Regions from separate parts of the Mus musculus genome. Here regions 1 and 3 are each linked to region 2. The links are chromatin contacts, called in public Hi-C and HiChIP or PLAC-seq maps. All regions are on one chromosome and are shown on one strand. The core of a region is the stretch at or near the end of the contact, and the rest is flanking DNA. Distances in the headings are between cores, read along the strand shown. Region 1 holds the start of BC006965 (cDNA sequence BC006965). Region 2 overlaps 2610035D17Rik (RIKEN cDNA 2610035D17 gene). Region 3 overlaps Gm46301 (a long non-coding RNA gene).

The links. Hi-C and Micro-C count contacts between places; a contact is called where the count stands out from the background. HiChIP or PLAC-seq counts read pairs in DNA pulled down with a chosen protein or histone mark.
Region 1: a contact with region 2 is called in a Hi-C map of cerebral cortex, with 4 times the contacts expected there. The contact joins the promoter of BC006965 here to the enhancer-like site in region 2. A contact is called at or near these places in 8 of 484 Hi-C or Micro-C datasets (cerebral cortex, differentiating embryonic stem cells, embryonic stem cells and 2 more), 3 of 115 datasets of contacts at active chromatin or transcription factors (embryonic basal ganglia, embryonic midbrain and embryonic stem cells) and 1 of 9 other capture datasets (embryonic stem cells).
Region 3: an H3K4me3 HiChIP or PLAC-seq map of neural tube shows a contact between it and region 2, with 5 times the contacts expected there. The contact joins two enhancer-like sites. A contact is called at or near these places in 13 of 484 Hi-C or Micro-C datasets (bone marrow-derived macrophages, embryonic stem cells, ganglionic eminence and 4 more), 8 of 115 datasets of contacts at active chromatin or transcription factors (astrocytes, differentiating embryonic stem cells, embryonic basal ganglia and 5 more) and 1 of 9 other capture datasets (embryonic stem cells).

The regions. Positions count from the first base shown.
Region 1 is chr11:112,709,763-112,712,854 of GRCm38.p6, forward strand. It overlaps BC006965 (cDNA sequence BC006965), which reads right to left and starts at 1,594. Exons shown (of 6, transcript NR_024085.1): 1 at 1,320-1,594. RefSeq lists an enhancer at 1,565-2,348.
Region 2 is chr11:113,163,761-113,166,800 of GRCm38.p6, forward strand. All of the region lies in intron 1 of 2610035D17Rik (RIKEN cDNA 2610035D17 gene), which reads right to left. All of the region lies in intron 1 of LOC115487747 (a long non-coding RNA gene), which reads right to left. Among named protein-coding and RNA genes, the nearest start is that of Gm39467, 31 kb to the left of the region's middle. Within about 2 kb of position 1,556, at least 86 of the 459 cell types and tissues checked have an H3K27ac peak or open chromatin away from gene starts, as enhancers often do. A contact at or near this core is called in cerebral cortex, embryonic forebrain, ganglionic eminence and 2 more, where this site is marked.
Region 3 is chr11:112,868,774-112,871,681 of GRCm38.p6, forward strand. The region is part of intron 3 of Gm46301 (a long non-coding RNA gene); the gene reads left to right. Among named protein-coding and RNA genes, the nearest start is that of Gm46301, 9.4 kb to the left of the region's middle. Within about 2 kb of position 1,343, at least 58 of the 459 cell types and tissues checked have an H3K27ac peak or open chromatin away from gene starts, as enhancers often do. A contact at or near this core is called in embryonic forebrain, ganglionic eminence, neural stem cells and 1 more, where this site is marked.

The DNA of each region.
Region 1 (3,092 bases), core at 344-2,843, 450 kb before region 2:
TAAGCTGTCAGAGTTGACTCTGGAAAGATCTAGAGCCTGGGTCTAAGTCAGTAAATCACAGGGAATTAATATAGTGACTATTTTGTATTCATGCACGCATTTGAACAGGCCAGATGGTAAATCATTTGTATATAACATGCATAGTGTTATTCTTAGGGAAACACACACACACACACACACACACAGAGGAGCTAGGGGTCTAGTTCTCACCTAGGAAGTCCAAGGTTTCAGTTAAATGTAGAGATAAATAAAATCACCAATGTCTTATACTGTACTTACATCATTCTCACAAAATACAAATTAATAAACAGATCAGAGAAAGACATAAAATCCTAAGACAAATGTGCCATGCAAACGTAAGAAGGCTTAGTCTCATAGACCATGCATATTGAACAACCTTCTCCTCTCACACATTGGTAATAAGATGGATAGCTGCTAGGAGAGCTCTGCTCTGAATGTCTAGAGCTAAGCTCTCACATAATTTCACTCTCTAGCAGCAACCCAGGCAAGCAAATCTTTGAAGCATTTGTGTGACATTGAGAAGGCATCCTTATCCAAATACAGAAGAGGGACAAGTCCTGTGTTTCTCTCTGCAAAGCTAGGGTGACTTCATTTATGCCTAGCACCAGGCTACATATCCAGATGTGTTCACTATAATCCAGAGAACAAACAAAGAGCAGAACAAAGAAGAGTGAGGCTCTTACAAAGAATTCCCAAAACTCTGGGGTCCCCTATTTCATCGTTCTAGGCCTGGCCTATAGGAGCCCAGCTCAGCCACACCAGTACGTGGATGAAGTTTCTAGGTAAGTACACTGCCTACCCACATGCCACAGGAAACCAAATCCACTCCCAGCGCCCACCGCTACATGCTCAGCTCCGGCTCTTTCTCAAACAGTGTTACACATTCCTCCCTGGGTGCACTGTTGATGATGGGGAATCGTACAGACTGAAAGCAAGAGAATTACAGAGGGAAGGCGGGGGTCAGGCCAGGAAGAACAGTGGCAAGGAGCTTTCCATTTGGCAGAAGAGAGAACTATCCATTGCAGAGAGAAGAACTATCTATTGCAAAGTAACCCCCCCTCAAGCAAATAGAACCCACCTACTTGTCCTTTGTCCCTCATTCCTGCACATAGGCACAACTCCTTTGCCACCTCAGCCTGCTTCTTACACAATAGGCAGTTAGCTAGGAGCTTCAGGCCAGAGTCTGACTCGAAGCAAAAAAAGATGAAATGAAGACCACCAGGGGACCCTCTGTCAAAGCTGGGGGGTGGAATCAGATCCAATAGTCAGACTACCTCTGAACCTCGGCTCCTACTCACCTGCATCAGGCCCAAGACTTGACAAAGAAGCCAGGTAAATATCCAAACTCCACGTGGGCAAATCCAAGGGGGTCTGCCCTGCCATTTTTCCACTGTCCCTTGGCCATCTGGTATGGTAGAGCTGATAAAGGATATTGATCCCTTTTCAATTCACCAAGGTTGCAGAAACAGAGGGAAGGGGTCTAGGACCATCCTACCACCGTCCCCCAGTCTCCATGCGGCCGGCTTCAGAGCGCCCGAGGTGGAGTGGCCGACGCGTGCTCCAGACATTGAATGAGCCTACAGAATCCCACGATCTGATCTTTTATAGTGCTTTGTTTATTACCTGCGTGCCCTTATTTCATAAGGGAACTGAGAAAGAGAGAGAGGGTGAGCAAGGGTGATGAAGATGACTGTTAGGAGCGGCCCAGAGACACCTTTTCTTAGGCTTCATTCATAGCAGCAAATGAAGCTAAACAACCTCACTTTTGTTCTCTCAAATGTCACCTTTCTGTGTGCGCCACTGTGCCGATAAAACTGGGCTCTCTCGCTTTTACTCCCTCCACCCCCCTTTCCTAAAAATTACTGTGTTATCCTCCGAATATCTCCAGAGAAATTGACCCGACAAGGGAATCTTTTCTTCTTCTCCCTCCCCACCCCTCTCTCACTATTTTTTTTTCTTTCTTCTTCACACAGCTTGAACAATTTGGCTCTGTTCTGCGCACATTCCTGTGGCCCATTCTTCCTCGGTCCCCCTGTGCAGGATGGTAGGTCAGGAGAACACAGGCTCACATTCAGGGCCAAGATGGTGCTTACAGAGTGGGGGTGGAGTGGAGAAAATTGAACCGAAGGTACCTGTGATTGTTGCACCACCAACTTAATACCTGGGCACAGAGACAAAGGCTCTTTAGAAAGAGCTCAGGCTGGGGATAACCCTTCCCCCAACCCTGAGAGTTCAAAAGCTATCAAGAGCTGAAAATAAGACCCTGGTGTAATTAAAGTTTTCTAAGTCATTCTAGGCGATATTAGGCACGATGACAGAGCCTACTGCTAAGCCTTTGTGTTGAGCAATCCCTGCTAAGATGTGATGACACACTTTTACTCTTCATGCATGGGTCCCCATGTAGGCAAGCCCATGCACACCATGTGTATCCACATCTGGATGAAATGATCAATAGCCTCCCAGTCCTACATCTCGTCATACACTCAGGGGTGTCTCCTTGTCACCATGGCTTGACAGCTCCCTTCTCTGTGGAGGGAAGCCTACAAAATGAGGGCGCTCTCTCCGAAGAACACACAATTCGCTCTTAACAATCAGTGAGAATTTTAGCTGGTTTGTTTGTTTGTTTGTTTGTTTGGGATCTAAAGTGAGTACTTGCCCATGAAAGAAGATAAAAGCACCAAGAATAAGATTTGATACCAAAAAGGAGATTGCATGGAGCCTCTCTACACACTGGAGGGCGTTTAAATCGACTCTTTTCTGTGGGGAAAGAATGGGTAGGGCAATGCATGTGTAATCTGGTAGGGAGAGGTTGGAGACAGGAGGATTGCCAGGGCTATCAGCAAGTGCCTGATTCGGTAAGTGACCCTGTCTCAAAAAAAATAAAAGAGGAAGGAGGAGGAAGAAACCTAGCATTGACCCCTGGCCTAAAAACACACACACACACACACACACACACACACACACACACACACACACGAAAACACAAACACAGAAAGAGAGGAGGGATGTTTCGATGGAGAACTGGGTGTTAATGCCAGACTGAGACAGCAACAGCGGAAGCAGAAGCAAGG
Region 2 (3,040 bases), core at 306-2,805:
GGGTCCACGTGCTGCAGTGACTGATGGTGGGTCTCCTTTCCGTTCCTGCCTCTCTTTCCGTGGTCTCCTTTCTCTTTTTTGAGAAGCCACACAACTCCTGAGCCTCTGTGAGGCACCAGATAGTACACTTGCAGGTGAGTGAGCCTTAGGATAGCGTAAGAATAAAAGTACAAATTGTCCTTTGCCAGGCGACAGGGGGCCCTCTGGCCCAGGGGAAGCTGGGAGTTAGCCTGCTTGGCTAGGACAGCTTCTCCAGGTTCCTCCTTTCCCACTGCCCTCCCCAGCTGGGGTGGGGTCACAACCTCCCTTAGCCCTGCCTGCCTCTGGACAAGTCTAGCTCAGGCCCCACACTGTGCCTGGCCCTAGGGGCAGGCAGATCTAGGAGGAGCAGCCCAGCCCCCAGCCCCCACCCCCACCCCCACCAGCCGGCTGCATTTGTTCCAGGGGGGCAAGGGTCTGGTGCAGTGACCCCTGGGACTCGCCTCTCAGTCACTGGCCCAGGCAGCTGGGAAAGGCTCTGACCTCCACAGAGACAGAGGGCTTCTGGGAGAGGAGCCCCAGAAGAGAGGCCTGAACTCAGAACCTACTCTGTTTTCCTGAGAACAGTCCTGGTCTTAAATGGAGCTACAAAAAGGAAAGCACTTCCAATCAGGAGCTTAGCTCTTCATTTGGCTTTCCCTGTAAGAGACAATCTTATCACCTTCTTCCAAACGCCCCCCGCCCCCCTCCCCCCCCCCCAAACCATAGCTTCAGTGAGACCCGGGTGACCCAAACCCCTGCCTCTGCGTACAGAAACCCCAAAGAAGGACGTGCTTTTAAAACAACATCTACAAACAAGCTTGTGAGGAAACCCCTTGGCTCCGCAGTGAGTGGGTGTGCACTGAAAACGGAATGAATGAAGTGACCCTGCTCAGGGGTGGAAGGGGTACACATTTGTGCAACCAGAATAGACCTCGGAGAGAACTATTTCTAAGGCAAACTCACGGAGGCTCTTTGTTTTCGGTCGCCCCTTGAAGGGTTTGACACAGAATGACTGCAAAGCTCATCTAGGAAAGAGTTTCCAATCTCTCCTCCTTCCTCCTCTTCTTCCCCCGCCCCCCCCTTCTCCTCCTTCTCCTCCTCCTCTTCCTCTTCTTCCTCCTCTTCCTACCCTTCTTCCATTCTGTGTTTAGCTAGCTTTCTCTCCTAAGTACAAACTCTAGACAAGAGTTCAGACTAGCTATCACTTCTGCCCCAAAGACAGTGATCACCACCAGGTCAGGATGCAGATGGCTCTAAACCGTTCTTTAGCACACTAGGGCGTCTGACCCGCTGCTGGGGAAGCTGCAGGAACACACAGCACAGAACACAATACCAACACCCCAAACTTCCTTCGCTGCAGGAGAAACTAGCTCTGAGCTCTGCATTTGTGCTCAAGCAGAACGGGCAGGCGTCAGGCGCTGCGCCCCACCAGCAGCCAGGGCACAGTCGGGCGCCTGGATGACCACTGCAGCTCAGCCAGGGGCCCGGAGGAGAAAGCAGGCACACGGTGGAGCCACAGCGCCATCAAGTGGTCAGTTTGCGAATGGTCGCGAGACGCATGCCCTGAGCTCAGGGACAATGTCCAGGGTTCCCAGTGTCAACTGTCCCTGGAGAAAACAGGGCTGCCAAGCCTTCATTCCAGGACGTGGGGCAGGAGCCTACAGCCGGACACCATCTGTCAAGGCATGCGACACCCTCCAGGGCTGACCTGGAATCTGCCCTGGAGGATGTTCGGAGACCCTGTTCCAACTCTGAGAGAGGTCATAACCCAGGCACCGCCCTCTCCTCTAGCAATGTGCTCAGAGCCTACAGGTTTCTCAAGAGCTATGGGGCAGAGAGGGCACCACCTGAGTAGCAGGCCTATCAGCCTGCCTGAATTATGCAGGGATGGGGCAACAGAGAGACAGCAAGGCAGCTGCGAGTCCAGGCTGTGGGAAGGAATGGAGCCTCCGAGTGGGAGTTGCCGCCTGCAGCCCTGACAGGCCATGGCTTTAACACTCCCTTCTGGAACTCAGCATTTAATTCCAAGTGCCTCCTGGGACAGATCTGGTCCTTGGAGTCAAATTACAGTCCAAGAAGGACTCAAAACACAAAAATAAAAACACATACTTTGCAAATAGAGGAGTGTTCCAGACCAGTGTATATCTGAAGACCTAATTATATTATTTTCCTGCACATTTATAACTATGATAGAATTTAGTATGAAAAGCAAATTAAGAGATTATCAATAACTATTAAACAACCAGAATAATTATAACAATACACTGGGGGGGGGGTGTTAAAAAAATCACTCAATATTTACAAATTCTTTATTTCTGAAATTTTCTACTTAATATATTCTGATACCGTTTCCAGCAGAAAATAGAGTTGCAGACATGAGAGGGGGCAGTGCTGTGTAAAGGCGGACAGAACAGTGGGGCGCCCTCTGTCCTAGTGCTGGCTCTGCACATGCAATCTCTGTCCTAGTGCTGGCTCCACTGCACACAGGACCTTGTTCAGCTTTCACCACAACCTTAGGAGATGGGTTCTTTTTATGATCTTTTTCTATAGGAAAGGCAGAACCCAGAAATGAAACACCCTACCCCTAGCTGCCCATTGGAGAGGGACAAAGCCAGGCCTGGATTCCAACACTGGCTTCCTGCCTCCAGACGCCATCCTCCCTCCCTCCCTCCCTCCCTCCCTCCCTCCCTCCTTTCTCTCCCTCCAGGGGGAACAAGGTTTTATCAGACAGAGATGTGCACATTTTTCAAGAGGGAGGGGCATCTTTGCAGACAGAGCTGGCTAGAAATGCCTAGCTAGGTTTGGGCATGAGAGATTGTGCAGGTGAGGGGCTGAGGCCTTCAGGGTGGACCCTGCCCTTTCTAGCTTCACTCCCACACCAATCTTAGGCCTCCCTCCCGGAAGCACCTTCTGCATGGGCCCCTCCCTGCTCTGGCTTCTGCAATTGACTTCCAGGCCAGCGTGCCCAGCTCGCCCTTGGAGCTGCCAGGACTCAAGGTTATTCAATGACACCCCAACT
Region 3 (2,908 bases), core at 93-2,592, 300 kb before region 2:
GCGGAGGCGGAGCTGGAGGCGGAGGCAGGAGGATCCCTGTGATTCAGTGGCCAGCCAACCTAGCTCAATCAGTGACCTCCAGATAAAATTAAGAGACCTCCACATGCATATGTACAGATGTACGCATGCACACACAAACACACACACACACATACACACACGCTTGCACATGAACACACATACATACTACAAAATATGTAAAATGTTGACCTGGCGTGTCCACGAAAGTACAATGCCTTGTATCTCTCGTTTGCCTTGTTCCTCATAGTAAGCTATTTCCCAGTCTGCATGAATTACATTAGAACTCAATAACACCATTCCCAGCTGCCAATCATTTTTATCACCATTAACCTGACTGTCGTGGAGCTGATCCTATAGACAGATTGGCTTGGAAGACACTCAAAGTGTGGTGCCTTCTCCCACCATGTTTAGGCATGGGTGTATCAGTCCTTCCTCGGGGTCTAAGCATCTTTCTGATGTTACCCATAGTGAAGAGAAGCTGCCTGACCATAAACCTAGGGTCACTCTACCAGTGGAAGAAAGAGTTGCTGCCCACCTTCCAGAGTGACCCCAGCACCCCCAAAAGACCTTTGCCATGTGGGTTTGCAGTGATCCCAGCACCCCAAAGAGACTCCCTTTAATATGGGGATCCACCAGAAAGCTTCAGTCCTTACATGTGTTCATTTCTGTCACCAAACCCCAGATCCCCCACCCCCCAGCTGCAGGATCATGGCTCCCCAGGGCTCCCAGGTAGAGTTAGCACAGGGGACAGGTCAGTCGACAAACTTGAACCACAGATAGTTGAACCACACCAGCCTTCCCACCCCCACCCTCCACTCTGGAACTTTATAGGTTAAGAAGAGAAGAATAACATAGATTCAAAACATCATGGCTTCAGGTAAAATTTGGGTCAGTGTGCTGTGTAAGATATCAAACCCATATAAGCCTTCAGGAAAAAGAAGTGTTCTTCCCACAAAGAGAGACAGAGGGGAAGCCTAGGCCGTTTTTTACAAGTCTGGGTAGGATTTATTCTTGCAGGCTACGTGGGAAGGTGCTGAAGCAAGAAGCGTTAGGCTGGCTCAGGTAGAAGGGATAAAAAATATGAAGCTGGGGCAGAGGCAGGGGCGGGAATGTTATCTTCTAGCTCTGAGTGGGTGAAAGGAGACCCCAGGATCTTCAGGTGGGTAGCGTGCCCCCCTTAGGGGCTAGAGGCTGGCAGGGAAGAGGGCTAAGGTTACAGGTGGGTGGAGAAAGCTGCAGGACCATTAGAGCAAGGGTAAAGGCCAGCCTGAAGGAATGTGCCCGGCTTTCCTGGCTCCTTGGGGACTCCCAGGCATTCTTTCTAACAAGAGACATGTCGCCTGCCAGCCAGCAGATGTGGCCCATGAATAAACATCCCTGCCGGGCTGGAGGGGTGGAGAGAATAATAAATATGAAGAAAGTAGTGCCCTGCCCCTCCATACCCCCCTCCCCTGCTCCCAGGGTAGCAGACACGCTTGGCCCTCAGGGGTGGACTCAGACATGGACCGTCCTCACACACCGCAGCCAGCCCGGGCCAGCCGCACATTAATCCCGTGGATTTGGCCATCTTGTGACATAGCCAATCAGTTCGAGGGAGGGGATGGCAGGAACGCCTCTCCTTTCACGCCACAAAAGGATTTTCGTCCCTTGAGAGCACAATGAAGGGGGGAAAAAAAACCAATCAAGGCGGGATCAGCTGTGGGCTGGTGGCTGCAGATCTGTGTCTCCCAGAGGGGGGTGGGGGCACATATCGGTCCGTGTGGGAAACCCACAGCCTCAGCTTCTCACACATTGTTCTCCTCCTCTTCAGGGGCACCCCCTCCCCACCAGCCCTACCCTCCTTTCTCCCCTCCCCAAAGCCGTTAATACCACAAAAGATACATTCCCCATTGTGCCCCTGGACAGCTGAGTTAGCCATACACAGCTCCCAGAGTCCTCTCCAGGGAGAAAGCCGTGGGCCATCCACATGGAGAGTAAGATGCTTATCATACAAAGGACTTAAACCCACTTGGGCTCCTGGCCTATGGAAGCCGGTGGGGGGTTAAACACAGTTACATTTTCATTAGGTGCTAATAGCCAAAGGGTAACTCTGGGCAGCCAGGACCAGACATTGTTATGCAGAGACTTCCCCGGTTGGAAGGTCAGGGCAGGTGGGGTGGGGACTGTGGGGGGGGTGGGGGAGGTCCAGTCAGTACTAAAGTCTAATTTGGAGGGGTGGGGTGCAATGGGCAGGCATTGTTGGCCTGTGAGGTCCATCAATGGGAAAAGTCATGTTTTTCTCTGAAGGAAACAAGTTAAAATGGCAGGGGAGGGGAAGGGCTGGTGTTGGGTGGCTGGGGGTGGAATCAGGCTGTCGGTGCCTCAGTTGGCCTTCCCAAAGGCAGCCCTCACCACTGGCTCTACCTCTGAGGAGAGAGAAACAAAGGGAAAATCCCCCCCACCCCCAAGGAGCAGTGAAGAAAGAGAATAGCTTTGGAATCAGAGGGTGATGGAGTCCTGGTTCCAACCCTCTGTCACAGGCGTTATGGCCTGGGAGCATCCTAGGGACCAAGATGAGTCCAGGAGCAGTTTCTTGATAATGTAAAATGGATCTAGAACCTACCTGCAGAATTCTTGCTGTGGAGGAGTAGACAGTGCCTGATACAGATGAGGTACTTTAAAAAAAAATAAAAGGAACCCCGTGTCCCGTGCACCAGCTGCACCCTAGACCAGTGGCATTCAGTATGAACATGGCCACCATGCTCACTCAATGCTCCAGCCCCCCTCCAGCTGGGCAACAGTTCCTTCAACTTCATTTTCAGTCATTTCAGCGGAGTACTGGGCATGACAAGAAGCCCAGGTCACCTCCAAGTCCCCCTGGTCAGAGACTTGGACATAACTAGCCACC